Linked DNA regions of Triticum aestivum: region 1 is linked to region 2. A link is a contact called in public Hi-C data. All regions are on one chromosome and are shown on one strand. The core of a region is the stretch at or near the end of the contact, and the rest is flanking DNA. Distances in the headings are between cores, read along the strand shown. Region 1 has its middle 10 kb from the start of LOC123148071. Region 2 holds the start of LOC123147468 (cysteine-rich and transmembrane domain-containing protein WIH1).

Region 1 (7,293 bases), core at 2,096-4,595, 480 kb before region 2:
TTACAATTTTGTATCCAACTATTGTGTGTGAAATAGGTGATTTGGATAAGAGAGTTATCTTAAGACTTCTTGAACCAAGGTGGAGACGTGATTCAAACTCATAAGAATTTTGCTTCTGTAACAGAAAAAAATTATGGAGCAATTAGCCTAATCATCTCCTAATCCTAAATCTTCAATTTGTTTCTATCCATTCCGTTCAAACGCACCGACCAAATGGAAACTAATTAACATCTTCACTAAATCCTTTAGTGCTGATGTGAACTCTCTTCTTGTTCAGTTAAACCATCTATTTTTTGCCATTACATTAGAATTCACACATGCACCGATGTACGAGCCCAATTATGAATTTGATCAGTCTTACATTGATTTGACAACAAAGCTGGTTGCGAGGGATAATCTGGTATAGCCCCAGTTTTCAATTAATAAAGGCGAGTTTAAGTCTTCATGATTATGTATTTATTATTTGCACCAAAAGTCATAAACTTTGCTAAGAAGATGTGCCGAAGAACACCACATGACACGATAATTTAACAAGCTAAACTAATCAGTAATTGAATAATCATCGGTAACTCCATGGACGGAGCTAGTTAAGTACATGGGTGTACAGATGTACACCAATTATTATTGGAACAAGAGCTTAAAACTAATAGCTCATCTTTAATAAATTAGTAGAGAACACTAAGTTTTAATCTATGTACATCTAATTGAATTTTTTTGCCTCCACCAAACGGGTAACTTTGTTTTGTTAATTTTACAAAATTGTGGGGACATGTAAAATTGTATTTAACATTAAACTCCCGATGATAAGGCTCCCCTAAAAAAAGGTTGTAAGTGATAAGGTTGATTATTTGCACTATCACCACCAAGACAAATTAATTCTAGCAAAGCATCAAGAATATGGTCATGAACATGATAGGCAGAAAGGAAGCGGCCTACCAGGAGAGGACTCCAGATGGTCAATCCAATTATCTACCCCTAGCCAGTAGCCAGTATTTCTATATGTGAACTGGTAATCTCTAAAAGGGCATGTGGGAATAGAACCGTATGCAACTATTCGCTCCATTTACAGGCTTCCCCCCAAAAGTGGGATATTGCAAGATTATATTCTCCTTTGTATGGACAATGTGGGCACAAGATCTACGGTTTCTCCACAGTTCTGACTCTAGTTGAGTACAACTATATTAGCGCAATGGGGACCTCTTAAGCAGGAATGCCCACACTAAGGGGGCAGGGCAATATTGTGTGCATTGCATAGAGTAGTAGCTTTAATTTTCGGTTCCACGGGCTTCTTAAATGTTCGAATTAGCCATGCTGCAAATAGGCACTGAAGCTACCCCCCATTGTGCTAAAAAACACTTATATAGGCTTGGTGTAATTAAGCTTCCATTTAAAATGATTTCGCTTTTGATGATTCAGACATTAACATGCCCACCACAACGTTTTTTAAGTTTTAAATTTTCTTTTGCTTTGATCGTACAAATGTTATTAAAACTTAAAAGATGGGTTGGGAGGACGTGGAGTAAACAAATCAAATGAATATTCATCATATTTTTGGAATCGACAACTTCTATTTGATAGCTAAAATCTTATGGAGATGGTTTTTCTTCTTTAAACAATGAGCTAAAAACTTGTCATGATTCATCGATTTAGAGAGTGACTCTTTATAGTCGTCGCAAAAAAAAAGTGTTTTATTTTTGAAGCTAGTCATTTAGAAACAAATTGTTGTTTGATCGGTGCTCTGTTCTTTTCTTTCCTCAAGTGTCCAGAAACTTCCACATATGTATAACGTGGAAGCCCATCATCCGAAACTTTATCAAGTAGGTGTGGGAACAACAAAATACTGATATTCGAATCACGACCAGCAACTTTACAAGTTGCCTGCAACAAGGATATGAATGCATCAGGTATATGGTCGCCGTTACTTTACAAGTAGTTTGCACGTTGCATTTGCCATATCTTAAATATATTCGTACGTATATGTTGGCACGTGCATGATGGCCCATGATCACGCAGAATCGATACCCTCGGATGTTAAAGGAAAACCCTAATCATTTGGCCGGTGCGATATCGTTCTAGAGCAGGGGTGCATGTGTACGCTAGCGTACGTAAAGCTAGGCTTTGCCTCGTTTTTCGTGGTCGTGTGATCGACGATCACGAGTTCGCGACGCTGGCTGATCGACTCGTGTTCCCCCGGCCGGCCGGCCGGCGACATGCACATGCATGCATGGTGCACGGTGAGGTCAGGCGTGGTGAGGTGGGGTGGGGACGTACGTACGTGAGCTCCGCCGACGCGTGCTGCGCGGGTGCATGCATGCATGCATGTGCAATCACGCGGCTCCAAAGAAAGAATCCAGAGTTAGGCGGGTGACGACTCGTTGCACCCGGGGTGAAGGAGGGCATAAGACTGGACACAGTGGAAGTAACATCATTAGTAACATCACACTTTTTAAGATAATTTTGCTTATGTGGCACATATTTAATGATGAGAGAAGTGATGATGGTAACTTAGCTAGTTACTGTAACATCACACATACCAAGACAATATGAGTCTATAGACTAATAACTAATGAATGAACCATAACATAACAACACATATATGTTACTACCCAATGTGGAGGTAGTAACATAGCCTAGTAAAATGTGATGTTACTAGTCTAAGTTACTTTTCATTGTGACTAGTCTAAGCCGCAGATTAGCATGCCTAACCGACTAACTTTGATTACATTACTTAATTAACAAACCAGCAGGATATGTGCATGCATGATCAACCCGCGAAAGGCGAATCCGTCGAGTGCGTGCGTGCTTTCTGCCGCAGTGTCGGCCATGGCTCGCACGCCCGAATCTCGACCGAGCTAGCCGAGGAGTCGACTCGATCGACCGGGTCAAGTCCTGCGTGATCTCCGAACCGAAAGGCGTCGGAGCAACTAACTCCCTATCCGACCGACCGCCCAGCCGGCCGGACCAGCTGGACACCGAGCGCACCGCACCACGCATGCGCGCACGTGCAGCACTTATAGGCAACTTCCTCACACGATCACAAGAGACTTGACCAGCCCAGTCACTGCTCACTCGTGTGGTCAAGCTGCGTACGTACGTAGAGCTCGAACACCTTGACCCACTCTCCGTGGAAGTGCATCCACGACCTACGGTTAACCTACATGTTAGCCGTTCAGCTAGCCGGGATAATGGATAACCGGATAAGAAGAAAGCCTGCAGGGACAACACGTGTCACGTACGCTCGCCGCGCAGTGCACGCTCCGGTCACGACCTGTGCTACAGTCTACGGTACGTACGTACTACGTGCGCTCGCGTGCAGTCAAGAGGGATTTCGACAGCGCTCTCCCAGTCACGCACGCGTGTTTTAGCCGTCCACGGCTCTCGCCAAATCGACCGGCCGGTCGAGGCACGTACGTACATGGGCGCCGCGTGGCAGGCTCACGCAGCCCTTGCCTGCATCCGGCGGACGAATGCAATTTCGTATCCTACCGGCCAGCAGTCGGCGTGGAGGTTCCGGTCAAAACTCTGAGCACGAGCGACCTTGATAACTTGGCTTCATCGATGACACCTTGCAGACCATATATCCACACGTAAAAAGGCTCGTACGCGCACGATGCATAGATTGCTCCTGTCCATGAGAAAACATGGCTCGTACGCGAACGAATGCAATTTCGGGGACATCGACTGGTGCATGAACCCCTACACCATCGGTGCATGCATGCATGCATGACCACCTACGCAAAAATGATAATATTGCCCTGAAAAGCGCTCTGCCCATGGCATTCGTGGGTTTCTACGTTTTTTGTTTGTTGAAAAAGAAGGTTCACCACCGGCGTCTGTATCATCCCATGCACATAGACTTTTTTTTTTGCACAAAACATTGTGTGACTGCCTATGTACCAAACCACACTCAACTCACTTACATATATAGGCCTGTTCAGTAGTATTCCCTCCGATAACAAATATATAACATTTTGAATATTTCAGTATGGACTACATATGGACTAATGAGTGAAGAAACACAGTAAAACATGTCTGTATATATTTGATTCTGATTTTTTTTAGAACATCTTATGTTTGTGAAGGCAAGGAGTATTTTTTATAGCCGCTTTAATTCACTAATTACGTATCACTAGATTTCTCTTTTGGCTTGTGGTCCGAGCGAGAGAGGATAGATAAACACATATATAAAACATGAATAAGTCTTTGAGTAGTAGCGAACCAATCTGTAATTGGATCATAGAGGTGAGTGCATGCGTGTATGTATGAGCACTTGTGTCTATACTGTGTTAAAAAAAAGGTCTTTGAGCAGTACACTTAGTTAAAGTTTAGGTAAGTCTTGGCTACTCACTTTTCATGTAAACCCTTTTTTTTTGCGAATTCTTTTCATGTAAACCGTCAAACACCTACCAGTTGCTCGCGATACTCGAGAAGTCAATGACCCCCACCCACCCCTGAAACACCAGGATTTCAGACAGCAAACTGAGGGCATGTTATGCTTACTTAACAACCCCTTGCTCTTAGCCGTCACAGAACGTGGCCTGAAAAGTCAGCTCTTTTAAAGAAAAATAGTGCACGCAATTTCAACTGAGTATAGGCTCACTGACTCAGAATGCAACAATAAGAAATTGGATTCATGGACAAATTGTATTTTTTTTATTTGCGGGTTATGGAAAAATTGTATTGTATTATCTCTTGGAAGAAAAAGTATTTTGTGTGATATTTTACTTTCATATACTTTATAAAACTTCATTCATGCAAACTAGTACTATATAGAAGTGCAATACTCCCCTCTGTCGCATAATACAGGAACGTTTTTTACACTAATGTATTATGAGACGGAGAGAGTTGTATTTACACGTACACGTACACAGGTGCCCAACCTCTCACATGCAAACTTTCCCAGGTTTATTTGTTGCGGCCTTCTTGAGATGCGTTTGGAGATGCAGGCAAAGTCAAAGCTTATTTTATGTACGCATGGCTGCTACGTACTCACGTTCACGGTATTGATCAGCGTAACATGATGCAAAAGTCCTCCCTGACTTTTCGCTCAAACTCGCGGATGGGTGCCGAATGGCTAACACGTGTGCCAGGTGTGACGTTGGTTGATATGAACCGAAGGAGTGAGTTTGTAAATAAAGTTATAGTAATTTCATGCGATGCTTCAAATAATCTTAAACTACGTATATTCGATTCACATAAATGCTACTTCCGCTGTCCCTAATTATTTGTCTTTATAGAGATTTCAACAAGTGACTACATACGGAGCAAAATGAATGAATCTACACTCTAAAATATGTATATATACATCCGTATGTGATAGTCCATTTGAAATCTCTAAAAAGACAAATATTTAGAAACGGAGGGAGTAGAACGTATTGTGTTTGGGAGTAGTATATATGTCGTCCATCTCCGTTTAACCACACGCATTAATACAATGGTAATACTGCCATATTTGTATGCAGTATAGTGTTGGATGTAACATGATCAGAGAGCAACATGGCGATGCACAACGAATCTTGTCATGATCATCACATCACATGCATGTCCATCACACTGATTCTCCGGTCTCAAACCCAAATCCACTTCGACGGCAGTACGCGGCAAACATGCATGAAGGGCGTACGCCTTGAAAACAACAGCGGGATTTGTTCCAGGAAGCGCCACAGCTCCTCGAAAGCTCAAGGCACCGTTGGTTTCCTAACACGTATGTACGCACGCATGTACACTGAGGGGGAAGCAGCTGTTCACTCTTGAAGTTTCTTGTACGAGCAGAAATGGACAGTGGGTCAAATCCTTTACGGCCTCGTGAAGGTTCTAATTAAGGTCTGGACCATGGTGCGACGACGCTAGTGTTTTTTCCATGTATATATAAATTATAATCATTTTCTTTTAGTTGGATGTATATCCCTCTCTGGGCACATGCATGTATGGGTGGGGAGGAGAAAATGGCCCGTGACTGTGGGAACCTTGTTCCATGTAAAAAGTTGGCACCATCTTAACCCATGCCTACGACTATGGGGCAGTGCATCTCAGATAAGGTCCTTCCGTGCTGGGCCCACGTGTTGATACGTATGTTGCACATTCACGCGGCGAACTTCTTGTGTTAGAAAGACACACGAAGCTGAACCTGCGTGCATGAGGACGCAGTTCATAGCCTCCCTTAGGTCCAGCTAGGTTCGTGCAGGCAGTTCTTGGTCTGTTTAGTTGCGTGGGTGGCATCAAAAAATGGACTCGCGTGAAACCTAAAGTACATCTTGGCCTGCATCCAGAGGAACGGCCGAATCGGCCTTTTTTCAAAGCCAGGCCCGAGCGATGCAACCTGAGGCATGTGGGCATTGACGATTACATGCGTGGATGCTGTCTCAAGACGTCGTGTTGTTTCCTGAAGCCACGTCATAAATTACCCTCACCTTCCTTTCCGCACCGTTCTCTCTCCTCTCTTCCCCACTTACACCGAAGACGGCGAGCACCGGAGTGACTGACTGCAAGACGATCGTAGGCGGTGGCAAGCACTGGACTGACCAACACATCGACAATGGCGGTAAACCCTGACCATGTCTCTTGATTTATTGCTTTCCAGTCGCATTAAATTTGTTTTGCGGACACAATTGGAGCGTTAGGGAGGGTATTAAACACATCGGGGGTGGGGGATTGGTATAGGGAAAAAGGGGAAACACGACCAATGAACCTCTCGAATCCATCAGTTCCGCACCGGTGGATTTTAGGGTTCTTACGACCCTTTTTTTATTACATCGGGGGTGAGATTGGGGTAAAACTAGTTTACAAGCACCTAATCCTAGTCGCGGCGATCTCGGAGCCACTTCAAGTGGCGGCGGGGGAGGGGGGGGGGCATAGCCATCTTCTTTTCTTCCTCCACCGCTTTCACCGCACCAACGGCAATCTCATCCTCATCATTTTGGTCAAGAACGATGGGTCTTGCACGTTCACCTGCCGCTGGCGCCTTGACTACCATCCACATCGCATCGTGCTCGTCCTCCGGCGCCACCAACCTGCTAGTCCAGAACGCTGCGGCACGCTGGTCCTGAGGAGCCATGTACTCCATGTACTTACCCCATCTCGTCCTCTGTTTAGCATCGCCAGAGTTTGCGGATGAGCCCAAATTATGTGATTTTTTTGTTGATATTTTTGTGCATACCTAGTAGGCTTTATGGAATTTTACCGCATTCAGGCACATCTTTTTGTTGTTTTTCCTCAAGTAATGATATTTGGACCAAATAATGCTTGATGGAAGAAATCCCGAGAAATGGTAGTGGAATCACGTATTTAAAGCGA
Region 2 (6,539 bases), core at 1,346-3,845:
CTGCTATGAAGATGAAGGGAATGGATAGGATTAGGAAGAGTGCATCGCCGAGCGTCTGTATTTGTAGGAGCTGCACAGACACGGTTGCTTACCCGCGTCGGTCGACTTGGGGGGGAGAAGAGAAAGCGAAAGGAGACAGCTGAACTGCCCTGCCTGCCATGCCACCGTGCCACGGACGACGCGCTCTCAGGTGTTGCGCTTGCATGCCGCCTCGGGCGTGCTCATGGTTCCGTTGGACGGCGGGGGCCTCGTGCGTGGTTGACCGCCATTGGTCCAACTGGGAGGTCCCGGCTGGTGCACCACACCAAGCAGAGAGGAGCCTAGAGCAGAAATCCAAGACGCCACGGCGTCGTCTCTGCTAATCATTAATCAGCGCGTGTAATTATGCCGGCGGCTCAACCGTGTTGGACTATGCGTACTCCTCCGTCGTGGCGTGCACCGATTCGTCCATCCGTGGCATCTCCTCTGCTCTGGATGCAGTTGACCCGCTACGGATCCGCTATTTGATTTGATCCAGCACACCGGCCTTCGTCGACGACGAAGGTTCGCCGCTGATAAGCACAGCCAGGAAGGAAGGAAGGAAAGACGGAACCGTCACCTGCAGCCACCGGCCCACGAGAGCGACGCCGCGCCATCGCCGCGTGGATTTCTTCCCTTTAGTTTAAGCAACAATCCGTCAACCAGTCTCCGTCTGACTGTCTCAGGCAAGACGACGCGTCTAAGAGCATCTCCAACAGCCGCCCTAAACAGGAGCCGCATCGCAAAATCGTCCGTTTTAGCGCACGCGCAACCCGGTGGATGGCTCCAGCGGGCGCCCAATAGCCGCGCGCGCGGTATAAGAAGTTGGGCGCGCGCGTGGAAGCGGTACCTCGCGCGGTGTATTTGCGGCGCCCGCTTCCGCGCGCGGCACACTCGACGCTCGCGCTGCGCACTCTTCTTCTCCCCCTCCAAAGCCCCGCGCGCGCCGGCGCCGGCAACCCGCACCCATGGACGCACGCACCGGCACCCCGCTCACCCCGTCCTATAGCCGTGACCCCGCCGCCGCCGCCGCCACAAACCCTAGCCCGGATGGCGTTGGCCTCGCCGCCGCCAGAGCTCCTCCGACGAGCGGCCTCGCGCGCGGCCTCTTCATGCCGCCGCGGATGACCTCGGTGGCGGGTGGCGTCGCGCCGGCGCCGGCCCGAGCCGCCGCCCCCTCCTCCTCAAAGCTCCCCAATGCGGCGCGGCTAAAGAAGGGCAAGACATCGGCGAAGAAAAACAAGGCGGCGGACGGCTTCGGCACCTCCAAGGCGAAGAGGAAGAAGCTTGCGGGGCGTGCGACGGGCGCGGCGGCTGCCGAAGCGCCGGCAAGCTCGCTCGTTGAGCCGGCGGCCGGCGCGCACAACATGTTCGACGAAATGCCTCCAAGGATGATGCATCAAGTGATGACGGCAAGAGAAGCCCTACACCCGACTCGGTTTTTTACTCGAAGCCAAAGCGACCGGATGGGTGCAAGAAAGACCAAACCCAAAAGAAGAAGAAGAAAGGAGATGATGAGCTCAAACATGCTATGGAAGCTATTGTGAAGACAAAAAAAGAAGCCAACGAGGTGAGGAAAATGGCAAGGACCCAAGATGCCGCGACCGAGGAGAGGAGGTTGGCGGCCGAGGAGAGGAGGGTGGCGGCCGAGGAGAGGAAGGTGAGCAATGAGGAGCGAACTAGGTTGTTGGAATGGGAGAAGCACTTGTTCTTCTTGGACACAACTAACCTCAATGCGGTGCAAAAGGAGTATGTCAATCTTGCCCAACAAGAAGTCTTGATCCGAAAAAGAGCCATGGTTCGTGCAATGGGTGGCGGTGGCCTCGGCGCCATGGATGTCATGGGTGGCTTCGAAGGTACCGTGGGCGGTTTAGGTGCAATGGGAGGCATGGCTGGCTTTGGAGCACCCCCCGACGCTATGACCACGATGGGAGGCATGAGTTTTGTTTCTCTCATGGGAGGCATGGGTGCACCTCCGGCCGCTATGGGAGGAATGTCTTTCGATGAGCCTCCTCACACACATTCCCATGAAGATGCCGTTGAAGATCTTGCCAACACCGTCGGAGTTTCACGTGATGCGGTGCGCGAGAGGGAGGAAGATTCATCTTCGGAGGCGGAAGAATCGTCTTCCAAAGATGAGGATGAGGACGAGGACGAGGACGAGGACGAGGAATGATGTGTCTTTCCTTTGTGTATTGAACTTAATTTGCATTTTGAACTTGGTTGGATGAACTTGTGGGCATGATTTTAAACTTGTGGGCATGAACTTCATCAACTTGTTTGTGTGAAATTTTTATTGTGTTAAAAATGTTCATCATTGTGTTGAAAATGCCATATGCAATGCATCGATGGATCGCGCGCGGTGCATTTTGACGCGCTGCTGGAGCGACGCGCGCGCTGCATTTTAGCGCAGCCGTTGAAACCACCGCTGCCGGCCGCGCCAAACCAGGTGAACGGCGCACGGCAAATGTCATTTTTAGATGCGGCGCGTTGCGCGGCTGTTGAAGATGCTCTAAGCAAACTGACCGGATATAAGTAGACGCTCGACGATGCTGTTTCCACTCCATCCCGTTCTGTCCAGACGTCCAGTCCTAGCCGATTCGTCTTCCTCCTCTTTGGTTCTTGATTGACATACATTAACAGCGTCAGAACTCAGAGGAACAGAGCATTGTTTCTGCAGAGTTTTTGCTAGCCCTTCCCGCAACTCGATCATGAGCTACCAGCAGGGTAAGTGCCAATTCCTTTTTCTCTGGAGGGGCATCGATCTTTCGATCGTTGAATCCTGAGTAATCTTTTGCTTCTTCTGGTTACGCAGGCTACCCGCCGCCGGGCACCGCAGCAGCGTACCCTCCGCCGGGCCAGCAGCAGGCCTACGTCGCGCCGCCGCCGGCTGCGTACCAGCAGGGCCAGCAGTACCCTCCGGCCGGCGGCGACACCACCAGCCGCGGCGAGCACGGCCACGGCGGCGATGGGTTCTTGAAAGGATGGTGATTTTTCTCCCATGTTCCGAGTTCTCACTTGTCTCCGTAGCCTCATTTGTAACGACCTGATGATGATCGTCTGCTTCTTCTGTTGTCGCAGCTGCGCGGCGCTCTGCTGCTGCTGCCTCCTCGACGCCTGCTTCTGATCCACTTCGTCCGGTGTTGTTCGACCGTCATGACTCATGATCAGGCGCGGCGGCATATAGAGCTCGTCATGATCGAGTTTGAGTACTAGTCCCGGAGCACGACTTTCTTGTGTGATCGTGTGCGTTGTTTTGTTTCCATTCGTATGATTTAGATAGATAGACCTGTGAGATTGATCCGGCTAGTGGCCTCGTTGAATGCATATTCTCTTGGTGTTGTTTACCTTGTTGGCAGTGATGATCGAATTATTTGTTGGTCTTTATAGTGAAATAATCTGACAATAACTGCATTTGAACTTTACTCCGGTACACACCCACTAGAAAAGTTTACAGATTTTGATGCGGATTAAAGGTGAAGATTATAAGTTACCGATTTAATAAAAAAGGGTAATACAGTCTTTTGTATTCAAACCAAACTATTCAATAAGTTTGATCCACAGGCTAATATGGCGATAGCCTTTTTAAGTAACTTCAAGAATCATGTAGACTTCTAAAGGGGGGAGGGAGGGTTGTACGGAAGCAAAACTCGATCGGAATTACATGAAATTACTCTCGCGGCAACAAGGATACTAATGTTTAGCCCCTGTGGTCCCTATAGCATGGCCTCCCTCTTTTCTTGGTATTCACGGTGCTCGGCATTGACGATCCATTTCCAAAAACCTGGTCATTACTCTCGCACCAAATCTCCCACAATGTAAGCATTATAAGAGAAGCTAACCCTTTTCTAGTGTCGCCGTTTCATTTATAACGGAGTGCCACCAATCTTGTACCACGTTGAAGTTGCTCCATTCGTCAATGTTGACATGTTGAAGCCCGAGCCATCTATGAATATCAAGGAAAATGTGTCTTGCGTATCTACACTTGAATAGGAGATGGGCCGCGGTCTCTGGTTCTCTCTTGCATAACTGGCATAGCCCATAATTTGGCCATCCTCTCTGTTGAAGCCAGTCCGCAGTCCATAGACAATCTTCAGTGACAAGCCAAGCAAAATTAACTTATGTTTTGATGGTGCCCAAATTTCTGAGAAGCCGGCTTCAGGAGAGGGGTGCCAGCGTTATTGTTCTAAGGTTGCGCCAGGTAAGCTGAAGGGGTGGCGTGGTCGCCGGAAGCTGTGTTTTTTTTCCAAACAATGATATCCGTGGTATCTCCATTTAGAATGACATACTACAACTCCGACCGAAGATCCATGAACTCAATGATGTGCTGCACCATGATGCCTGAAGTTGTATTAATGTGATCAATCCAAAGCTTTCGCCACCGATTTGCTCTTGCCTTTGGAGATGGCAAAGATGGATGGAGCAATGTGCTTTGGCTTGCGCCCTTGCAGCCAAGGCGAATGCATGCGTCTTGCCATCTTCAATGGTGATCGATGTTAAGTCATAGAAGAGGTTCATACCCGTCTAAATCGAAAGAGTGGCCAATCCCCACGCACGACCGCTCCGGATTTCTCTATGCATGCCACGACCATCATAGCCGCAACACCCTCACAAAATTTTCCATGTATAAATGCCCAACCCTCCCATTGTCGCGGGCCTACAGAAATGGTCCATTTGAATTTGCATTTACCGCTCGTGACCTTGTCCGGGCCTGCCCAAAAAAAGTCTCGCTAAAGCTTGATAATCGAGGACATTGACCCTTTTGAGATGATCAAGGACGTGAGGTGGTATTATGCCTGTGAAGTCATGACCGATCTTATCCATGTGCTTCTTTTGGCCATATTGATTAATTTGCCTTGGCCAGCTGAATATCATCCAGGTCAACGTATGTACATCTGATAGGTGCTACCAAGCTCTTTTCCACATTTGTGACCAGTCTCGTGACATCCCCGAATCTTTGCAAAATGGAAGTACGCATGTCCACGTCCTCCTTTAAGGGGGATATGCCCCCCTCCCTCTCGACCTCTGTAAATCTCCATTTATCGTTTTTGTTAGAAGGGAGAAAGGAATTTGATGGAATAGTTGTTGTATTGATTGAGCCTCGTAGGCCTATAGGAGTACAATGATCTATTTGAAGTACAAGACAAGTCAGAACAAATCCTAGTTTATCTCGTCTTTCATAATAATCACGATACTCAACATCCCCTCGCAGTCATAACGGTAGCGACGCAGACAGTGAGACTGGAGAAGAATTCGAAGGCAAGCCGACGGACACACACCCCCACAGTCGTAACGGTCGATGCATCGCGGAGTCGTGGCTGGAGTGGAAACCGACGAGGTTGCTCAAGCAAGGTGGTAGCCCTTTGTGTCGTTGTCGAGGTAGTTGAGAGCGTGGGTGGTGGAACCGTGGTCGAGGTAGCTGTGTGAAGAATGTTGTGGTCGATGTCAGGTCGGGGTGGCCGCTGTCGAGGAAGTCGTTGTGGAGCCGTGGAAGAAGAGCAGCGGCGGCCAAGGAGGCGGCGGCAATGGCAGCTAGAGAAGGAGTGTGGTGGCGGTACTCGAAGTAGGCGATAATGAACCCGACAGCGTGACGAAGACCGGCACGGACGGTGACGTTCCCGCGCCAAGGAAGGCGACACGGCTCATATCACATGGAAGTCAACGCGTGTGGACGGCGGTGGACCGCGGGCCGCAGCGTTACGGCCTGAAGGGGCGACGCAATGACGGCGGCAGGTCGGGGCGACGGTGAAGAAGACCTCAGGGCGGTTGCAGGGATCGCGTGCCACGCTCGCTACGGCCTGAAGGGGCGACGCGGCGGCAGCGCGAGGGTTGTGCAGCCTCGGGGGCGGCCTGGAGCGGACGGCCTCGATGCGGCGGTAGACCACGGGCCGCAGCACTACAGCCTGAAGAGGCGACACAGCGGCAGCGCGCGAGGTGATGCAACCACGGGAACGGCCTCAGGACGGCAGCGGGGATCACGTGCCGCGGTACTACGGTCCGAAGGGGTGACACAACGACGGCGCGGATCGATGCAGCCATGAAGAAAACCACGAGGCGGCAATGCTGCGGTCCGAAGGAACGACACAGCTTCAGCCTATTGCTCATTGCTCGATCAGTGAAAAGGCGTGTAAACTTAATATTGATCTTCACTGAATCCTGCGAAAACGTGCATCGGATTATCAGACCGGACGTGTTGCGTCGGACGACGGGACGTACAACAGTCCACATGGGATGCAACATGCATGGGCAGCCACCATGCACATCATGCATGGACGTGACATGCATCAATGGGCAGCCAGCAGCACGCCTGCGCGGCCGTACCGGCATACACGATGCGCGTGCGTATGGCCCGAGGCCACGTGTGGCAACTGATTTTGTCGGGGAGCTGATGAAGATGTTGATGAAGTAGACACGCGTTGTTGATGATGAACGGCGGCAGGCGACGCAAACCGATCTATACATCGGAGAACCAAAAAAGAAGCAACGATTAAAACGATCGACGTGAGAGAGTAACCCGGATC

Evidence for each region. A called contact is a pair of places that touch in the nucleus more often than the background predicts.
Region 1: a Hi-C map of leaf shows a contact between it and region 2, with 4 times the contacts expected there. The contact joins the enhancer-like site here to the promoter of LOC123147468 in region 2. A contact is called at or near these places in 4 of 5 Hi-C or Micro-C datasets (leaf and root).

Annotation. Positions count from the first base shown.
Region 1 is chr7A:543,288,878-543,296,170 of IWGSC CS RefSeq v2.1, reverse strand. No RefSeq gene overlaps it. Among protein-coding and RNA genes, the nearest start is that of LOC123148071, 10 kb to the left of the region's middle. Within about 2 kb of position 3,345, at least 1 of the 8 cell types and tissues checked has an H3K27ac peak or open chromatin away from gene starts, as enhancers often do. A contact at or near this core is called in leaf, where this site is marked.
Region 2 is chr7A:542,810,209-542,816,747 of IWGSC CS RefSeq v2.1, reverse strand. It overlaps LOC123147468 (cysteine-rich and transmembrane domain-containing protein WIH1), which reads left to right and starts at 2,595. Exons shown (of 3, transcript XM_044566720.1): 1 at 2,595-2,745; 2 at 2,834-3,005; 3 at 3,100-3,444. The coding sequence starts at 2,730. The coding sequence ends at 3,145. LOC123151839 (cysteine-rich and transmembrane domain-containing protein B) reads right to left here and starts at 255. Exons shown (of 2, transcript XM_044571482.1): 1 at 1-255.